2 separate regions of the Oryctolagus cuniculus genome follow, and region 1 is linked to region 2. The links are chromatin contacts, called in public Hi-C maps. All regions are on one chromosome and are shown on one strand. Each heading gives the region's core, a stretch centred on a gene start, on an enhancer-like site or on the middle of the called end of the contact. The rest is flanking DNA. Distances are from core to core; before and after follow the strand shown.

Region 1 (5,403 bases), core at 1,571-4,070, 970 kb after region 2:
CAGCTGGCTTACAAATGAGCTGTGGCAACGCAATCCATATGTAAGCTAGAGACTTCCTGCTGAACACTCAGCCAGGCGAGCCCTGGCCTTGTTAGCTTGCCTGGGTGTCTCCAGCCTTTAGTTCCTAAAGCAGCATTGCGTGGGGACTTTGCTCTCTTGGGGTTCTTTGGGTTAGTTATGAGATTTCCAAAGCTGATTACTGGCATCACTGAGCTAAAGGAAGCCCAATCCATGGCCTTGAAAAGGTCCACAGTTGCTGTGTTTACCTTTTTTTTTTTTGATTGATTGATTTTATTTGAAAGAGTGATAGAGAAAGATGACACAGAGAGAGTTAAACATAGGAGTGGGAATAAGAGAGGGAGGAGATATATAGCTCGGCACAGGCTCACTCGGATTTACCTCCAGTGGTGGAACTAGAAATGTGCCAGGGGATTTCAACTCAGTCTTATCAAGGAGACAGGTACCAATGCCAGCGCACTTGGTAAAGTGATAAGTATAATACACAACCGATCAAAAAAGATAGGGTAAGTGTCGAAGAGATTTTACAAACAAGACCAGTGTAAGCAAATAATGAAGGATAGAATTAAAAGGGAGAGAATGATCCTGCGGGGGAGGCAGGACATAACAGCAGACTCATAGAATGGCAAATGCCCAAAACAGCACTCCAGCCTCAGAATCACCCTTGGGGCATTTGGATCTGGCTAAAAGGTCCATGAGAGTCTCACAGGCATGGGAAGCCATGACACGGTGGCAAAAAACAATCCAAATGAAAGATCCTGGTGAACAAGACCCCAGCGGAAGGAACAGGCCATCAAGGAGAGAGGCGCCTTTCTCTGAAGGGAGGAAGGAACCTCCACTGTGATATGGCCTTGACTAAACAAGTTCACAGTCGGTGAACTCAAGGGGCTTCCATAGCCTAGACAGCTCATGGCAAGAGCCTCAGGTGATTGCTGATGCCATAAATAAGAGTGCCAATTGTTAAATCTACAACGGGAGTCACTGAGTACAGGCTCCCCACGTAGGATCTCTGTCCTTAATGTGTTTTACTATGAAACTTAAAGACAACACTACTAGTCAAACAATACCCTATACCTCGTGCGGTTGTGTGAGTGCAGCCTGTTGAAATCCTTGCTTAGTATATACTAAGTTGATCTTCAGTATATGAAGGTAATTGAAAATGAAACTGGATGAAGGGCGGGATGGGAGAGGGAGTGGGAGAGGGGAGGGCCGCGGGAGGGAGGGAGGTTGGGGGAGGAGCCACAACAATATAAAAGTTGGCACTTTGTAAATTCACATTTATTAAATAATAAAAAGAAAAAAGAAAGACACAGCAAAAGAAATCTCCCATCCATTGGTTCACTCCCCAAATGGCTGCAATAGCTGGGGCTGGGCTAAGCTGGAGCCAGGAGCCTAGAACTCCATCTGGGTCTTGCCCATGGATGGCAGGGGCCTAAGCATTTGGGCCATCCTCCACTGCTTTGCCAGGCAGATTAGCAGGGAGCTAGATTGGAAGTGGAGCAGCCAAAAAGAACTGGCACTCCAGTATTGGGTGCTAGTGTCCCAGGTGGCAGCTTCACCCACTGCGCTGGCTGGCTGCTGTGTTACCTTTGATGCACATTGTCAGTCTATCTGGTGCTCTGCACTTGTTGCCTTGTGATTTGCCAAGCAAGAGAAGTGAGAGAAATGATTAACTTCTAAATACCAAAATCAGCACTTGGGTATTAAAGAAGAGTCCTCAATCCAGTGAGCCTGCCATGAGTTCCTGCCACCACTTCTAAGAAGGAGCCTGCGTGAACCACCCTAGGATTGTTAAATTTTTCACCTTCCTCTTTGGCTAGAGAGATTGTTGTATGGTAGACAGTAAAGTCATCCATCGTGTTGGCCAGCATGGCCTGGGTTATGGCTTTCAAAGCCCCTGCATTGTAGGTTTGATTTAAAGATAATTTCTTTTTTTTTTAAAGATTTATTTACTTTATTTGAAAGGCAGAGTTATAGAGAGGCAGAGAGAGAGAGAGAGGTCTTCCATCCACTGGTTCATTCCCCAGATGGCTACAACACGTCAATCTGAAGCCAGGAGCCAGGAGCTTCTTCCAGGTCTCCCAAGCGGGTGCAGGGGCAGATGGCCCAAGTCCCATCTTCCACTGCTTCCCCAGGCCATAGTAGAGAGCTGGATTGGAAGTAGAACAGCTGGGACTCAAACCGGTGTCTATATGGGATGCTGGCACTGCAGGTGGCGAATTTACTCACTAAGCCACAGCGCCGGCCCTAAAAGAAAATTTCATAACATATAGTAGGCACATATTTTTGATCAAACCTTTGCACCCATCTGCCGTAGCCGTAGTGGGCGAGAGACACCGCAGAGGTTCTTGGGAAGGAAGGTGAAAGGGGGCGGTGGCGTTTCTGAATTGGAGTTTTAGCATGCCCTGTCATGTGCTGTTCTTCAAGGCATTATTTTTATGATGAGTCTGTCTTTACGAGCACTGCTGGCCCTTGAGGGTTTTACTTGTCTGGCAGCGCTAAGGGCGCTGGCCACAGGGAAACCGTTCACCCGCCCGTGCAGCAAGTGCATCTGAGGGTGCCTGCGTTGGTCTTCAGGTGGAGGGGCAAGGGAAGGTGCCTGTAGACCTGGGGGAATCAGTAGCCCACTTCTGATGGTAGACCCGGCTGTAAAACCCAGGAAGTTGTTTCCTGCGTGTGAACTACATACAACTCCTATTCTTTGTTTCAAGTGTCCCATTCTCTTCCGTCCTCCACACGTCACAGGTTTTACACTGGAGTCTGTGTAGCCGTGGAGGGGAGCTTTCAGTTGATCACATTCTGAGAAAGGAGCAAACTGCTCCACCGGATCAGGAGTTCCCTGGAGCCCTCGCCCTGCTGTGTGCGGGAGCAACGGGCCTTGGAGACACTCCGGTTGGATCATGCCTGTGGACTTGCAAATCGCTGCTTCAAGTTCACCAGCAGGAATGAGGCAGCCTTCAGGAAGGTTGTTAAGACCTTTGTGTCTGCCAAGTGTGTGAGCGCCCCCTCCCTCCTCTGCCTGGACTGTGGCGCAGCAGCTGGTCAGAGGCCCAGCAGGGAAGAGCGAGGTTGGTTCCTGGCACCCCTGGAGACACCCACACCCCGAGCCACCCTGTCCTGAACCCACGCATCAGCAGAATCACAGGCGCAATCTCAGGCCGGCTTGAGCTCGCGCGTGATGACGGGCAAGTGCCTGCGTCTTTCATTGTTCCGTTGCCGTAGGAGATGCTGTTTAAGTTAGCAAAGCTTGAAGCTAGTGAAACTACTGATTTCACCAAAAAAAAAAAAAAAAAAAAAAAAAAAAAAAAAAATCAGGGGCTAAGGGGAGGGTGTGTAGCCTTTAAAAGTGTGGTGAAGCCATCAAGTTTACAAGAAAAAGTAGGATCAAATGTGGTTTCAATTTGTTGTACTGGGCTCAAGATGATAATATTTCAATAGTGAACTGCAGGGATTTGAGCGTACGTGCGCAGGCTCGCCCTCTGCATTTCAGAATTTGAAGCTATTTAGAAGTTCTAGTTTGTTTCTGCCCCCAAGTCCATTGTTTGATAGTAAGTTAGAAATTTTCAAGGGACGTCACTGAAAATCAGAACTCAGTGTGCAGGATGTGGCCCAGAGATCTGCAGCCTCTTTGTGTGTAGAGAGAGGAGCTACTTTTAGTTTCCCTGGAACGCTTGCCTTTCGGGGGCTCGGCGTGGAGGGAGAGTTGCACGACCCAGGCTAACGTGGCTTGAGCCCCTCTGCCATCCAGGGGCGTCTGCCCCATAGCAGGGGTCTGCAGAATGGGCGTGAGCAAGGCATCGTGGAAAACTACGCATGCCCTGCAAGTTTTTTGGCATCAAAATAGATTTATCCGTTAAACAGATTTGTTTACCTTTGAACTCCACTTTGTTCGTGAACTGTGTGAAGCTCCCTTCACATCCTTTTTTTTCTGCCACAACTTCCATCTATCCGCTACTGCGAGTATTGTTTCCCAAGTCGTACCTGACATGCTATTTAACAAGAAAAATTAACTCTGTGCCTGGCGTAAGTAATTCAGGGTGAGTGGGAATGTATTTACCTTGTCCCCTCTTCCAGCAATATTGATAATTATCTGTATTGCTGTGTATTTTTCTCCCCAAGTAGCCATAATATGCATACGTTTTTCTCACCTGTTTCTGTTACCTGGGTTGAAGAAGTAATGCTTGGTGGCATTTCTGCCTGCCACGGTTTTCCTTTAAAGCCAATTTCCCGTCTGTCTTTGTAATTACACTTTGAGCTGTGGTTGACCAGTCTGTGATTTGTCATGACACTTACCCTGCATTTCGGACAAGGATTTATTTGTCCCATGGGGTTCGAGCTGGAATGAGAGGAAGAGCCAACCAGCAAATGGAATTATTCTGGCTTCTGAAAAGCCTCAGCCTTTTTAAAAGAAGGCTCTGAGAATTTTTTTTTTTTTAAATATATTCTTGGGAAGAAACTGGGTTTGTGAGTACTTGGCTAGAAATTTTAGGAAAGGAAAGAACATTTCCTCTGGCCCCAGGAGCATATTCAATGTGAAATATTACTGTTTTTAAAAGAGCCAAGCTTAAATTTATCTTTGGATCATTTATTTGACTTGAAAATAAATGGATCTAGTCCTTATAAAAAATGTTCAGAATCCTAGTTTAGATAAAATGGTATTTTAGAAAGCCAGGCGTGATGCTCCCACCATGTGCTCTTAATTAAAAACAGCTGGGACTTGCAGAGGTGTTTGCAAATATCTCCCCCGAGCCAGGGACTGGTGAGATCTGGTACAAGTTAGTTCCAGCTGCACACATTTGCCTCATGAGAGCCCTTGATGGTAAATGAAACTCGGCGTCCTACGTGCTTTGGTGCAGTCACATTTTCTCAGCCCTTGACTAAGCAGGTGGAAAGTTTACACAGCCAGGGGGACGGGTGGAGACAACGCACGGGAAACCCACCTGAATCCACTCCAAGAAAGAGCGACTCCGTGTCTTCCTATTGTTTTCCCACGGATCCCTTTCTGTTGTTTGTGTTGTTGTGACTCGCCCAGAATCTCAAGGGGCCTTCGTGTTGGCCGTTTGCTCGTCTGTGGTGAGTGGATGTGCGTCTGTGCCCCCTGATCTTGGACGGATCAGTTGACCACTCAGTGTGGGAACCAACTTGGGACACTCTCCCGGTGCCCCTCCGGCACAGTCACCACGTACAGGACTAGCCCGGGAGAGACTTTTTCTGAAATGAGACCATGGCCATAGCCTATGCTGAGTGCCAGCTGTTAGGCTCTTTCATTGGTTTTTGGTTTTTGGTTTTGGTCGGTCCTCTCCTCTCATTAATTAGGGTGGGAAATCAGAAGTGTGCTGAAAAGAACACTTGAAAAGCCCAATTTATCAAAAGAGAAAGCATCCA
Region 2 (5,206 bases), core at 953-3,452:
CTTAGGAGAAAGGTGTGTTGTTTAGAGTCTAGCCTGCTAGTTGTGATTTCAACGTCTTCCAGGTTCTAAAAGAGCCACCTGCTTGTTGTTGCCATGGCATTCTCGCCGTGTGCCTGTTTTGCCTATGATTTGCTACACTTGAAATGTGGTGGGACTTGGTGAAGTTCCCAGCTCCTGCAGACCACAGGAAGCACAGACAGGTACCTGCTTGCTTCTCCAAGCTGCAGACATTCCTTGGCACGGGTTGTGCAGCACATGCTGTACTTCCTGTGTCGTGCCCACCCCCAGCTGTCAGGCCCTCACCCTGGAGGGCCTGGGGGAGGACATGGGAGTGTTGTGTTGATTTGGGCTCAGAGTCAAGCAGTCTATTTTAGAAACCTTTGGAGACTTAGTTTAGGAATATGAAAAAGTTTAATGAAAGAGATTTGCAGAGTTGGCTAGAAATTTGTTAACGAGATGGAAGAGTCATACCTTATCTTGAAAGTTAATCAACCAATAAATTATTTCAATATGGTATATCTTTTTCTCTTAATAAAGAGACAGTAAAGTGTTGCCAAGAACATGGCAGAATTTTTGGTGCTCTCCTTGGAATCTGCCTTCTGCCTTTCTTTTTATGAGCTTCCACTCCTCTCACATACAGAAAAACAGCAGGCAGAAAAGGAAATTTTATGGAAAATCACCAGATGCAGAGTCAGGAATCAAATTGAGGTTTTTAGGGTCCAGTTCCAGTACACTATTTTGGCATTGCAAACAACCAGCTAGGTATTTAATAGCTAATCAACAAGAATGTGGCTCCAGTTTTGAGATTCACATGCACTAAAAACCAACGATTAGTGAACAAGTCACAAAACAGAAGCTTAACTAACAGTAATTTGTTTACACAAAAACCCATTCCATAAAGAAAACTAAGTAGCATTTTTAATAGTAGGTTTGTATAATAAAGTGATGGCAAGACATAAAACTGAGGAACTAGAAGATAGAGGTTGGGGTCAAAGGCTGATAGGAACTTTACCAGAGGGCTCCAAGTCTGTTAGGAAGGCTCATGCAGCTGTTACCATTTGGCCTCACATCTGGACTCAGGCCAAGCCGAATGCAAGTGTACAAAGGACCACAAGACCAAAAGTAAGAACACAGAAGCGTGTTCTGACAAAAATATCATCTCTGAATGCTTACATTTTCAGTGCTCCTTAAATCACTCCTTTTACTGCACATGCATTAGCACAAATGTTCAATAGGGTGCATGTGTGTATTGTCAGAGAATGGAGTTCAAAGCAGGCCAGTTTTGCTGGCAGATGAAGGATTAGGCGGGAACTCAGCACCCTGAAGTTGAAGTCCTGAGGGCCATCCTGAATTGGGGCAGGGACACAGAATAGGAAGTCAGAAGGTCTGATGACTGTCAGGAACTACAGCACAATTTGGGTTTTTGTTTACCAGCACTGGTTCTAGTGCAACTGATTACAACATCAAAGAAAGGGAAGGGCCAAAGATTGCTTTACAGAGAAATGCATGTGCTTAGTTCTAAGTAAAGAAAGCAAATGGGCAAGGGATAGTGTCTCCTTCTAAGAAGCTGCAGAACATCTTGCTTTGATGTTAAATTTTAAAGGCTCGTTCTAGGAAGGCCAAGTTCAGACTCGGGAAAGCAGAGAGTTCAGATTGGCCTGACTTTGCCTCCTAGCCTTTCACAAACTTTCAGGAGTCATAGTGTGTTGCAAGGGACAGGTGTCTGCTCATGAGCTTAGGTGCCCACTCTGGGTTGCCTGGGTAATGATTCTGCCAATGCTGGGCCTTTCTGTCTGCCAGTAGGAGATGCTGTGACAAGCTCAACTTCTCTCAGTTGGCATCTAAACTGGTCACCAGTCTATCTGTACTGCCTGTAACAAGGTCACTTTCTGCTTAAATAAATCATAGAGACAGGGTCAATGTTCCTTTACTAAGCTATAAGCCTCATGGCTTGTCCATCAGACTCTCTTGGTTCCACTCTGGGGATAGTGGGTGATCCCAGCCTTCTCTATGTTTGCTGAGTCTAGCTGTGCAAGTCTTCATTATCTCCGGTAATGGGTATGGGTTCTTTCACCAACCCATACTTGATGGCTTTATGGGGTTCTCTCCAAGATCCAGGCTTTACAAGTTGCAATCCTCAAGAGCTCTTACTCTTTAAAGTCCAAGTTTAAATCATGACCCAGAGGTCCTAGAATAGCACAGAGCACATGGTGTTTTCTTTCCTACTAAAATTCCCCTTGTGTTCAGGGTTATCACTCGTCATGCTTAGGCACCACTGTGGCCTCACAGGATGAAAGCTCCCTCCACTTACGTTCTCCTCTCTTGCTCGTGAATTGTACTGTTTCTTTGCAGGTGAATCTTAAGTAGGCCCTGAAAAGAGGAACTCATGGTCAGATTTCACCCTTGGCTCCCAAGTGAATGACGCAGAACACCGTGGAAAGCCGTGTCAACACAATCACTGTCACTAATGATTATTTATCCAGTTCCAACCCTGCTGCTCTTCTCTGCAGGCTGTGTGCTGGCGAGCGCTGCGTGGGTAACAAATACGGGTCCCAATGTCATGAAAACAGGACGACAGCCTTATGCAAGTGTAAGTCATCACTCGGTTATTAGTCTTTTTATTGTTACTGGAACATTGGTTAATTCAATTCTGTACTCTGAATTGAACTTTAACCAGGATTAGTTTTTCTGACAACTAAGGACACTGCTCATAAATGGGGGAAAATAAGAATTGAATTGGTTTCTCACAAGTCTTTCTTTTAAGCTTTGAGGAGAGTAGAACCCTGTGGTTCCTATTGTTGTTTTAACAGAGTTTACTGTGTCAATTCAAATAGGCCGCGAGTCCATAGTGTCCCCTGAGCAGAACATCTACTTATAATCAAAGCCTAGGGTTGCATTTTGCATACACTAGGGACATTGAGCTCTGCGTATCGACCACTTTAGATATTAACAAAGAATTTCATTACATTTTAGATGGAAATATACATCATTAAGTAACATGGAAAACTAGTGCTATTTAAAATGAAATACTATTGAAACACAGACATTATAATAAATTGAGAATTTTAGGAACATTGGAAGATTTGCTTTCCTAAATCTTTTATACCTAGTACCTAGAATTTTGTTGATCATTGATCAGAATCTCTGGTTCAAGACATAGTACAGTTTAAAATTACTTATTTATTTAAGAGGCAGAGAGACACACAGAAAAAACCAGCACTCTGATTCATTGGTTCACTTCTCAAATGCCCACAATGGCTGGGCCTGCGCCAGGTCAAAGCTGGGAGTTGGGAACTCAATCCAGGTCTCCCACATGGGCAGTGGGAACCTAATTACTTATGACATCATCACTGCCTCCCTAGTCTGCATTAGTGAAAAGATGAAGTCAGGAGCCAGAGCCAGGAATTGAACCCAGCTACTCTGATTGGAGACTCCGGCACCCTAACTGGCATATTAACTGCGAGGCCAAATGCCCACTCCAACAATATCTTTAATAATACGATGAGCTCCCAGGAGCCCACTAACCAGCTCCTGAACAAGGACATCACCAAAAGGAAAGTCGATTGTTCCTATTAATTTTGGTGGCAAATTAGCTTGCATTGTCCTCAGTGGATTGTTTTCTTTATCATTATTCTCCTCCTCATAATTATTGTTATTATTTTCTTAAGGCTGAGCAACATTTGTTTAAAAATACATCCACCAGGTCGGCACCGCGGCTCACTAGGCTAATCCTCCGCCTTGTGGCGCTGGCACACCGGGTTCTAGTCCCTGTCGGGGCGCCGGATTCTGTCCCAGTTGCCCCTCTTCCAGGCCAGCTCTCTGCTGTGGCCTGGGAAGGCAGTGGAGGATGGCTCAAGTGCTTGGGCCCTGCACCCACATGGGAGACCAGGATAAGTACCTGGCTCCTGGCTTCGGATCAACACGGTGCGCCGGCCACAGTGTGCTGGCTGTGGCAGCCATTGGAGGGTGAACCAACAGCAAAGGAAGACCTTTCTCTCTGTCTCTCTCTCACTATCCACTCTGCCTGTCAAAAAAAAAAAAAAAAATACATCCACCATTAAATTTCATCTCAACAGGCTTTGCAGTCTGCGTGCCATAGAGGATTAAGCTACTATAACTGAGCCTGGATACTTTGCATAAATAAAAATGTACCATGAGCCTTTGAGAGTCCTTTATCTGCAATAGCAAGGTGAACTGCTAATGAGAGAATTGCATTCCCAGAAGGTATCACTACCCCACATTCCTGAGGCTTCCTGATTATTTAGTCGCAATCCTTCATTCATTCATTTATTCAGAGAAAAATTCCCGAGTACCAGGCACTGGATTTGGCTCTAGGATTCTAGACCGCAAATACACAGAATTGCAGAAATTCATTGAAATTCAAACTGATGAGTGGGAGAAAAGTTCTGTGCAAGGAAGTGTTTTGAGCAGGGAAAGGCTGGGACGTGGTTTTCTGAGAGTTGGGGAAAGCACCAGAGGAGCTGAGAGTTGTTGTAGGGATTTTCCAGATGAAGAAGAGGTGGCGTTTTAACACAACACTGAATGAAGCAGATATTTGATGGAGGGCAAGAGAGGAGATGTAAGACTACTTAGCCTCTGCTTCCTCTTAGACAGCCTGCTGGCTTTGTCAAGTTGTTTACTCTTGCCACAAGTCAGGGAGGGAAGACCATAGAACTGTCCCGAGACCCTATCTTGTGGCTGGATTTTATTATAGGTAGGTATCATTGGAGCTCTGTATGTATGTATGTATGTATTTATGAGGAGTAGAGAGAGTGAGCTCCCATCTGCTAGTGCCATCCTCAAGTCACCCTCTCTCATGGACTATGCATGTTCACTGAGTCACTCCTCAAATGCCTGAAATGTTTGGGATTGGAGTTGGGCTGGGGCTGGGGCGGTAGCCAGGAGCCAGTAGCCAGGAGCCAGGAGCCAGGAATGCAATCCAGAACACCAACCTGGGTGACAGGAACCCAGTAACTAGAACCATCATTGCTGTCTCCCAAGATCTGCATGAGCAGGAAGCTGGAGTCAGGAGCTGTAGCCGGGAATTGAACCCAGGTACTCTGATATGGGATGCTGGTGTCATAACTGCTATGCTAAACATGGGAGTTCAGCTTATTGAAGATATGAAAGATACGCCTGTATGAGCTTGGGCTGGACAATGTAGGGATCTAATGAGAAGCAAGCACATATTTGTGAAACGCCATTG

The links. A called contact is a pair of places that touch in the nucleus more often than the background predicts.
Region 1: a contact with region 2 is called in a Hi-C map of psoas muscle, with 13 times the contacts expected there. The contact joins two enhancer-like sites. A contact is called at or near these places in 4 of 6 Hi-C or Micro-C datasets (ear pinna, psoas muscle, skin fibroblasts and 1 more).

What each region holds. Positions count from the first base shown.
Region 1 is chr14:89,176,516-89,181,918 of mOryCun1.1, forward strand. The region is part of intron 2 of PIK3R1 (phosphoinositide-3-kinase regulatory subunit 1); the gene reads left to right. Among named protein-coding and RNA genes, the nearest start is that of PIK3R1, 39 kb to the left of the region's middle. Within about 2 kb of position 2,821, at least 3 of the 8 cell types and tissues checked have an H3K27ac peak or open chromatin away from gene starts, as enhancers often do.
Region 2 is chr14:88,210,824-88,216,029 of mOryCun1.1, forward strand. No RefSeq gene overlaps it. Among named protein-coding and RNA genes, the nearest start is that of CD180, 48 kb to the left of the region's middle. Within about 2 kb of position 2,203, at least 1 of the 8 cell types and tissues checked has an H3K27ac peak or open chromatin away from gene starts, as enhancers often do.